2 separate regions of the Ovis aries genome follow, and region 2 is linked to region 1. The links are chromatin contacts, called in public Hi-C maps. All regions are on one chromosome and are shown on one strand. Each heading gives the region's core, a stretch centred on a gene start, on an enhancer-like site or on the middle of the called end of the contact. The rest is flanking DNA. Distances are from core to core; before and after follow the strand shown.

Region 1 (4,492 bases), core at 1,452-3,951:
GATCCTCCCTATCCAGGTGCAGAGGGTATGGCTAAAGGGTTCCCCCTTTCAATCGCACAGCTCAGCCTGGTTCTATGTTTTCATTTCCCTTCATCCCTTCTGGAGCTGGGATGGGATGAGAGGGTACATACCTTTTCACCAAACAATTCAACTTTTAGGAGTCCATCTTAACAGAAAAAGATGCATTCAAGGATGTTCAATGCAGCCCTGCTTGTGATATTCTAACAGCTGTGTGTGTGTGTGCATGTGTGTGTGTGTGTGTGTCTGATTATTTAACATAGAAACAGGTCTGGTAGCATATGGTCCAAACTGTTAACAATAGTTACCTCTACGGAAGGAAGGGACTGGGGAAGGAAGAAAGGCTTTCCTTTGTTTCTGCACATTTTATATACTTATGCTAATTTTAACTTTTTTTTTTTTACTATTTTTCTAGCACATATGAATGTGATTTTAAAAGATTTAAAAATCACATTGTACAAAATCTTGCAATTTAGAGAAATGAACCGAAGTCTGATGCCAGATTTGTAGTGGTATGGATCCTCGGGGTAATTTTATTTCCTCCAGCAGTTTTCGTCAGTCTAGGGGCAGGCCTGCAGGAAGATGGTGTTGAAAGGACCCAGGAGAAGTTGGCAAGCTAAGACACAGGCGCTCAGTAATTATTCTGGGCATCTGACATCAGTTAGCCTATTTAATCCCTGAGGGGTAGATATCATTAATCCTAGATTTACAGTGAAGGAAAGTGGCTTGGAGAGAGGGCTTGTGGCAGGACTGGGATTCGCACCTCAGGGTGTGGGATCTCTCCTGCTCTTGGCTGCTTCCAGCCCAGTTCAGTGGGGAGGCAAGGAAAGGAGCAGAAAGGTGGGCGCCAGTAGCAGCCTTTGAATGCTGACTCCCAGGTAGGGGAGGAAAGAAGGCCGCGAGGGAGCTCCAGTTGTTAAAGAAAAAGGATCAGCTTACGTGTAAGAGGCGCGTAAACCAAGTTGGTTTGGGTTTTACATAGAATAAAGCTGTGTGGAGCACTGCATCTTCACGTCTCTCATGAACTGGGGAGGGGCCAGACGACTGAGGAGTCTCCTGGAAATGGGCTGTGTGTGTGGGGGTGGGTGGGAGTGAGGGTGCCAGGCTGGCCTCTGTCTCTCGGCTGAGTCCTTTCCTGGTCCCATTTACCTCATGCAGAATAAGAACTGAAGTTGACATTCATTGACAAGTTTGAGCCTGGTAGGGGGTCAAGCAGTCCTGTTTGAGGGTCCCTGCAGTTGGGGGCGGGGAGAATGGATTGGGGTGGCGGGGGAGTATGTTCTGCATGCCACCAACTTCCAGATACCCACATGGCTGGGGGTGCCTCTCCTGCAGCAGGAGTAGGGTTGTGTGTGAGCTCTCTTCACACACACCTATGTGGAGGGATTCTTCACAGGGGCTCCGGAGTCCTGGGTGAGCCAGTGAGTGGCACATACCAGTGAGGTTCGGGTTGGTTTTGTCACTGCGACTCCTTTTGTGTCCCTTGTCACTGAGGTCTGGGGAAACTGGGTAGAGAAGTGTTCAGGGACTTTGAGGTTCAGATGATGGCCAGGGAAGGAGGGCAGTGGTGGAATTGATGCTAGCTAAGGTGAGGGGGGAAGCTGTGACTTCCTGGAGTGTTCCAGGCTGAGTTCCAGAGTATGAATGGAAGTGAGTGGGGGGTTGCTCCTTGTGACCCCAGAAGTAGGCAAATGTCTCCCACCATTCCTGCCTGCTCCTACTTCATTCTTGGTTTTAGGTCTCTAAGTTTAGCATTCCTAAATTGCAGACCTGGAAATCAGTTAATGTGACTATGCAACAGTTCTCTGAGAACAGAGGGTAAGTGACCAGCTCACGATAGCACAGGGCAGCGCAGGAGGCTAGCTAGTGGATAAGGGGATCAGGGTCAGCTGGGGGTAAGTGTCCTCACCCCTAATTAGAGCAGGGCTCAAGGATGTCCAGAGAGAGGCCAGGACAACAATGTCCTGTATTAGAAGGTGGGCCCAGGAGGCACCCTGGAGTGCTGGAAGGAGGCAAGGTCAGTGCTGGTAGTCATCAAGGCCAGACTTCTCAGTGAGGCAGAGCAGGGAGGACAGAGGGTCTGAGACAGACTTGCAAACTCTCTGATGGTTGAAAGCATTTTCTTCACCAATTACTCTTTATTTAGAAGAGTCATGGTTCTGCCTGGAAAAATTACCTTCTAAATCCAGGAGCACTGAGGCAGAAAACACTGCAGTGCTGGTAGAATTACTGGTGATAGTAAAAATCTTCCCTTGTGTCTTTTAAGACATCGTCATTGAGCCGTTGGTATTTTTATAAGGCAGGGAGGGTATTATGATTATTGCTAAATGTGCTTGAACTTGATAATATAAGTCATGTGCCAGTGGCTTGGGCCAGCTAGGTTAGTAAAGAGGGCCGGTAGAGGGAAGCTGCTCCCCGGTTACCGGGCCTTTCTGCTCTGCTGCCCTTGGGGAACTGCCCGGTGCCCACCTCGGGCCCTAAAGATCCCTGCTGGAGAGGGCGCGGGGGCTGTGGATCTTAGATTCCCTAGCACCCTGAAGCCTGAGCCGCCGCAGGGAACCCAGCGCTGGAGCCTCTGCGGCAGTGCCAGCGCCGCAGCAGGGACTCCAGCCCGGAATACCCCTCCAGGTCTTCACAGTAGCCGGGGCCAAGGCGGGAGTGGGCGGCACCTCAGGGTCGTTCCAGGGCCGCGCTAGGAAAGGTGTGGACGGCGGCAGAGGAAAGGGACTAGCCGTGCCGGGTCTCGGCTGACCGCGAGCCGCAGGGAGAGAGGGGCGGGAGTGAGGGTGGGTCCGAGGTGGGCAGCTCCAGGGTACGTGATGCACACCCAGGGGTGCCACTCTCCAGTTGATCGTGGGAGGAGACCTAGCACAGAAAGGCTAAGTGATTCGCCCAAGGTCACACAGTGAGCGGGTGGCGATGTGTGTGGGGTGCCCTTCTGCCAACGCGTCTGGCGTCATCACAGGCCTCCTCTGGTTAAGGACGAGTAGGACGGCATCCCCAGCCTGCCACGAAATGTGGCTTCTTGTCATCCCAGCCTCCCAGTCGCCGGTGTAGGCGGGCCTAGGGCTCCAGATCTTGGCACGCGAGGACACGGATTGAGCCCGAGTCAGTAACACCCGTCACCCCCCACCCTCCCCCTCCTGGCTCTTGAATGGCTCAGAGACAGGGCCCTGATCGAAGTCACACAGCTGCTAAGTTCCGGAGCCGGGATTCGAACCCTGAGGTATGGGTTTTAGTGGCCACAGGCCGGAGATCAGAGACCACTGGCTCGGGGGTGACCACGTGCGGCCATGGGTAAGTCTTTCTCCCTCCCGCAGCCTGGCCGCGCGCCCCTCCCGTCGTGGCCGCGCATGCTCCGTGGCGGGCGGAGCCGGGAGGCGGCGGCGGGCACCCCAGCTGCTTTGCATTGACGCCAGCACCCGCTGGAGGTCACCGCTGGGGGCTGGGCGCGGCGTGCTGCCGGCAAGACCCGGCCCGGAATACCGAGCCGGAGCCGGAGCCGGAGCCGCGCCGCCCGCAGCTCCTGAGCGAGCGCCGCCGCTTCAGCGCTTCTCGACGGCGCGGCCTCAGGTCCGCGTCCCTCCGTCCCTCCCGGGGTGGACACGGCCTTGCTGTCCCGGCGGGATTCCTCCGGCCTGCACCGCTCAACCGTTCTAGCTTTCTCCGCCACCAGCCCTCGGAGGGCATTTATCCGTGGGGCGGCTGGCGGAGAGACGTGAGAGCCCGGAGCCTCTGGAGGCGCCGGCCACAGCGCCTCCGGGGCCGGAGCGGGCGTAGCCGGGAGCGCACCTCCCCCGGGGGGTCGCGCCGCCTCACGGCGAGGGCGGCGTCGCTCGCGCGGCGGGGACTTGTCGGCTCTCGGGCCGGGAGAGCGCAAATCTCCTCCCCTGAAATTCCCCGGAAGCGCGGCGCGGCAGAGACGAGCGCGGCGATGTGAGGGGAGACGGCCGGCGGCTCCCTCCTCTGGAAGGGCATGTTCGGAGGGGCGGCCGCGGTGCGCTGCCCGCCCCATCGCCCCCTCCCCGCCGCCTCCGCCGCCGCCGCCGCCGCGCCCGCACCGCGATAAAAGGGGCGGCCGCACTTCCTGACGGGAGACCCGCGCTCGCCGCCGCCGCCGCCCGCCCAGGCGGAGATGACACGGCGCACGCGGCGGCCCCGAGGCGCCGGGCGGGCCGTTTACTGACCGGATCGCGGCTGCCCGCCAGCGTGTCCGCGGCGCTGCCGCCAGCATGGGCTGCGCCCCGAGCATCCACATTTCCGAGAGCCGTGGGGTGTATCCCGGCGGCAAGGAGGCCGAGGACGTGCCGGGCCCCGCGGCGCCGCCGCTCCCGCCCGGCGGGCCGAGCCTCCCACCCGGCCAGAAGACGGCCGCCTCGACCCGGGACCCCGGCTCCAGCCTCGCAGAGTCCGAGCCTCGCGGAGGCAGCGGCAGCAAGGTAAAGGGGCGCCGGGCGGGCGGGCGGCTCCGGGG
Region 2 (4,241 bases), core at 751-3,250, 49 kb after region 1:
CAGCTGCCCCTTGGGTCCCGTCGGCCCAGGGCTCTGGGTGCCTGTGCTCCGCAGAGGGCCACAGCATGAAGTGCCAGCGGGGCGTAGATGGGGAGGTGCTGTGAGGAAGGCATCTTACAGAGGCCGTCTCAGGCGTCTTCCTCTCTTTCATTCAGCCCGAACCTCTCTGTCAACTTCCATGGGCCGGGCCTACTAGGTGAAGTCCCACAGCCATTTCAGCTTTTCTCTCCGTGTATGAAGTCCTTGAGAAGTCTGACAGTGACTGTCACGGCTTTTCCTGAGTTGTCTTCCTGCCTGTGAAGTATCTTGAGTTCCCTGAACTTCAGCCTCCACTGAACTCGACCCAGTTTGCCTTGATGTCCCAGCTGCTGCCCCCACCAGTCCCCCAGCCTCACTGGTCTTCTCCTCCTGTGGGACTTCGTCGCTCATTTCTGGTTCTGGCTGTGATCAGAGTCGGGGATGTGGGAGCAGCTCAAACCTGCTGCTGGGGGTTGGGAGCCATTTTATTATTTTTACCTGGAATTTGTGCCTGGGCCCTTGAGTACTCACCTGACCGGGGCACTGCTGACTGCTGAGGCCTGCTGGTGAACCCGGCCGTCTGCCCTCTGACCCGACCCCCTCTGTGGCCTCACCTACCAGGGAGTCTTCCATCTTAACCACACTGAGCCTCTGGCTGTTTCTGAACATGCTGGCTCCAGCCTGCCTTGGCACATAACATTTTCTCTTTCTAGACTGCTCCTTTACTTCTCCTTACCTGGCACAGCCCTGCAGTTCCTTGAGGATTTACCTGAGTAGGCATCACTCTCTTGAACACATTTAAGAATTTTGCGTCCCCCTCCGCCCCCCTGCCGGCAGGTTAATCAGTCACTTCTCAGCCATGCTCTGTACAAGTTTTTGTTGTTAAACATTCACAAAGTGTTGTAATTATTTTTTAATGTTTTTCTGCTCTTCTATATTCATTCTATATTTAGCTTCTGGAAGATAAGATCCATATTTTTATTTCTATAACCTCAGTACTCAGTAAGGTTTAGCCCATAAAAAGTGGCCCTATAAATATTTGTTGGAATGAAGGAATGACAATTTCACATCCAAACCTGCTGATTAAATACCTAATTTCATATCCTTTTTACAAAAGGAAATCTATATATCCTAAAAGATTTTTAAATACATGAGATACTATTATGTTACCTGAACGTGATTGCCCATTACATTCCTTACTTGGCTGACCAGACCGAGGCCCAGAGATGTAAGTGACTAACCCAAGGCCACATAATGATGAGAGGCAGAACTGGGGCCGGACTCCTATCTTTGTCTCTCACGCATCTCGTCCTCCAGTTTCTTGAACGGGAGTTGGCCAGATAGATGGGACACGAGAGGGGGCGGGCGAGGGGGAGGAGATTGTGTAATTAGCATCACCCACATGGCTGTCAAAGACTGCCTCTGCCTTCCTTTTCTGTATGCTTTTGCTTACAAGAACTTTGCCCTTTCTCTGCCTCTCTGCTCGCCCAAGTCCAGCCTGCCTCTCCAGACCCAGCCTGATTCTTGCCTCTTGTGCCTTTCTTGATCAAAGGCACTTTACCCCTTTTCTGAGTTCCTTAACTGTTCAGCTCGTGAGGCAGTGTGGTGCAGTGCAGGTGTGGGTCTTGGGGTGTTACTCAGCTCTGGTGTCCGGTTCCGTTCCCCCACTTACAGATTAACCTTGTTGAGTCTGTTTCCAGTCTGTAGTCAGGAGTAATGATAACAGTTCCTATTTCATAGGGTTGATGAGAGTATTGAATTAGAAAGTCCTTGGTACATAGTAAACACCCAGAGGTCACAACTGGTGGTGGTGGTGGTAGCTTGATTATAGTAAGCCACTGGAGGCAGATCACTGTGCTTCTTGAGCTCCAGGTCTTCTTGGGCCTGACTGCTTTACTGCTGAATCGGGCATTACCCAGTTTTGTAAGGGGCGTATCCTAACCTCCAGGCTGCGCTCAAGCGCTTGCTGGAGTGCTTTTGTGAGTAATACTCTCTCACAGCTGCTGCTCCTTGGTGCCGGCCAGTGCTCTGCCATTCAGAGGCTTGCTTATTTGTGTCAGGGATGTTTCGTAGAAAGAAAAAATGTCTCTGTGGTCTGCTAAGCGAAAGAACAGAATGTTTTCTCTTTACTGAACAGCTCCAGCCAGCTTTAAGGGTCTGTGTTTATATAGTTCTAAGTCTCTATTGTCAGTAATTAAGGAAATGGATTAGAAAAGGCAATTTAATGAAAACTCAGACTGCAGGCAATTTGCATGCATTCCCTGGTTTGACACCATGGTGCAGGCTCACCTTGGGTTGTGAAAGGAGCAGCCTGAAATTCCCTAGACTTGCTTCTTGATTAATAACCTGTAGAGACTGTCCTTAGTATAAAACTTGGATAATCTTGTTGCTTGGATTTTCTCCCTCTTGTAAATGAAAAACCAGGAAAATACAGTATATTTACTATATACAGGGAACAAAGGTCTTGGAGACAGTAACTTAAGAACCCTTAGTAACCTAGCTTTTAAAGACCTAGGCCTCCTTGTTTTATTTCTAAAAGCCAGTGGAATAAGTCCCTCATTTTCTCAGATTTATACGGAAACTAAAATGTGGAAAATTTGGTCTTTAAAGAGGCACGACTTCTGGTTTTATTGGGTTGTTTCATTTTAAAGTTTAAACATTTCAGTGTCTCATGATACTCTCAGTTAAAAGGAAGTTCTTGTGAATATCATGTAGCTATTAAAAATTGTAACAGATCCATATTTGCAAGAAAATTCTCAGTTTTAAGGGAAAGTGTGGGAAGAGTTCATTTATGTGTGCATCAGGGTATGTGCTCACTTGCTAACATGGAGTACTCCTTTAGGTTACTGAGATAGATTTCAGGTCACAGCTGTTTCTTCCTTTGCATCCGTTTTGTACTCTGTGGATTTTGGAGTAACCATGTATTACTTTAGACTCAAACTATAAAAGCGCTTTCTTTTTGGAGGAAAAAAAGGAAAACTTAAGATTTGAATGTGATAAAGTTAGCCTTTCTTCATATTCCCCTTGAAAATTATCCCAAGCAACTAGGGAGGGGGTTGAAAAAAACCCTGGAAATGAAAACTCTGTCTTTGGAGAAATTAGAAGATGTCTGCAACCCGAAACCAGAAAACAAGTGGAAAAAGTTCTTGAAAGATTGGACCAGGGATAGAGAGGAAGTAGAAAACACTCGTAGCTGCAGACCTCCGGAAAAGAAAACTCAGCTAGCAAATAGCACTTTCCAAGATGAGGGATACACCCTGGGGTTCAGAACCAAAATGTCTGGTTTGAAAGAGTGGAAGCGACTGCACAGCCTGGTGGCAGGAGCTTTACCAGATCCAGTTTGATTCCAAGACACAGAGGAGGGTGCCCTGAATGAGGACTTATACAAGTAGTGTTTGTGGGGAGCAGGCTGAGCTGTGGGGGCAGGAGGGACAGGACTCTGCTGTGAACAGCGCCCACAGCCACCCGGGTGGAGGACGAGAAGCTCAAGAATATCTCCCCCCAAAAAGAAAGAGTACTCCCATCCGCCTGGACGTGGCTCTGGCTCCTCTCCCAAGTGAACCTTCTTCAAATAACTAAACTAAGATAGATTTTAAAAAAAAATGGACCAGATCAGGATCTTGTCAAACATAATAATTTTTTTTAAATGATGAAGAAACATGAAATAAAGAGCTGATGTTGAACAGCACTCACTAGAGAAACACTGGCACAGAACAAGTGAAAATTTGACCAAATATTTCACAAGTTAAAGAAAAAAGTCAGCTCACTGCTGTAAAGAGTTGGAGCACAAATCAGAAATACAGGAACTTTGGGAAGAGGTGGCAAGTCGGCAGGCAAAGAAATCTAAATTCAGGAATGTGAAGGAAAAAATGAAAGCCATCTAAGAAATGAAGGCAGAGTTAACAGTGACATAAGACAATGTATAGAAAATAGTGAAGTAAATAAGTGAAGTGAAAATAGTTTATAAATCTGATAGTTATGAATGAGAAGTACAGAAATTTGCTGAAGGAGGAAAAAAACAGACAAAAATTTGAAAATGTAAATCATCAAAAGTGCCCAGAAAGGAGAATTTGAATCTGTAGTTTGAAAGGACGCACCGTACCCAGGAAAAATTAGCAATGAACGGCCAGCCTTGCAGTGCCTCCCAGTAAAGTTCCTGAGCTTTACATTCCAAGTCCAGTTTGGGGGCTTCCCTGGTGGCTGAGCAGTAAAGAATCCACCTG

Evidence for each region. Hi-C and Micro-C count contacts between places; a contact is called where the count stands out from the background.
Region 2: a Hi-C map of hypothalamus shows a contact between it and region 1, with 2.9 times the contacts expected there. The contact joins the enhancer-like site here to the promoter of PDE8A in region 1. A contact is called at or near these places in 2 of 16 Hi-C or Micro-C datasets (hypothalamus and omental adipose tissue).

Annotation. Positions count from the first base shown.
Region 1 is chr18:21,971,101-21,975,592 of ARS-UI_Ramb_v3.0, forward strand. It overlaps PDE8A (phosphodiesterase 8A), which reads left to right and starts at 2,702. Exons shown (of 21, transcript XM_060401660.1): 1 at 2,702-3,315. The coding sequence starts at 3,247.
Region 2 is chr18:22,021,086-22,025,326 of ARS-UI_Ramb_v3.0, forward strand. All of the region lies in intron 1 of PDE8A (phosphodiesterase 8A), which reads left to right. Among named protein-coding and RNA genes, the nearest start is that of PDE8A, 49 kb to the left of the region's middle. Within about 2 kb of position 2,001, at least 13 of the 54 cell types and tissues checked have an H3K27ac peak or open chromatin away from gene starts, as enhancers often do. A contact at or near this core is called in hypothalamus, where this site is marked.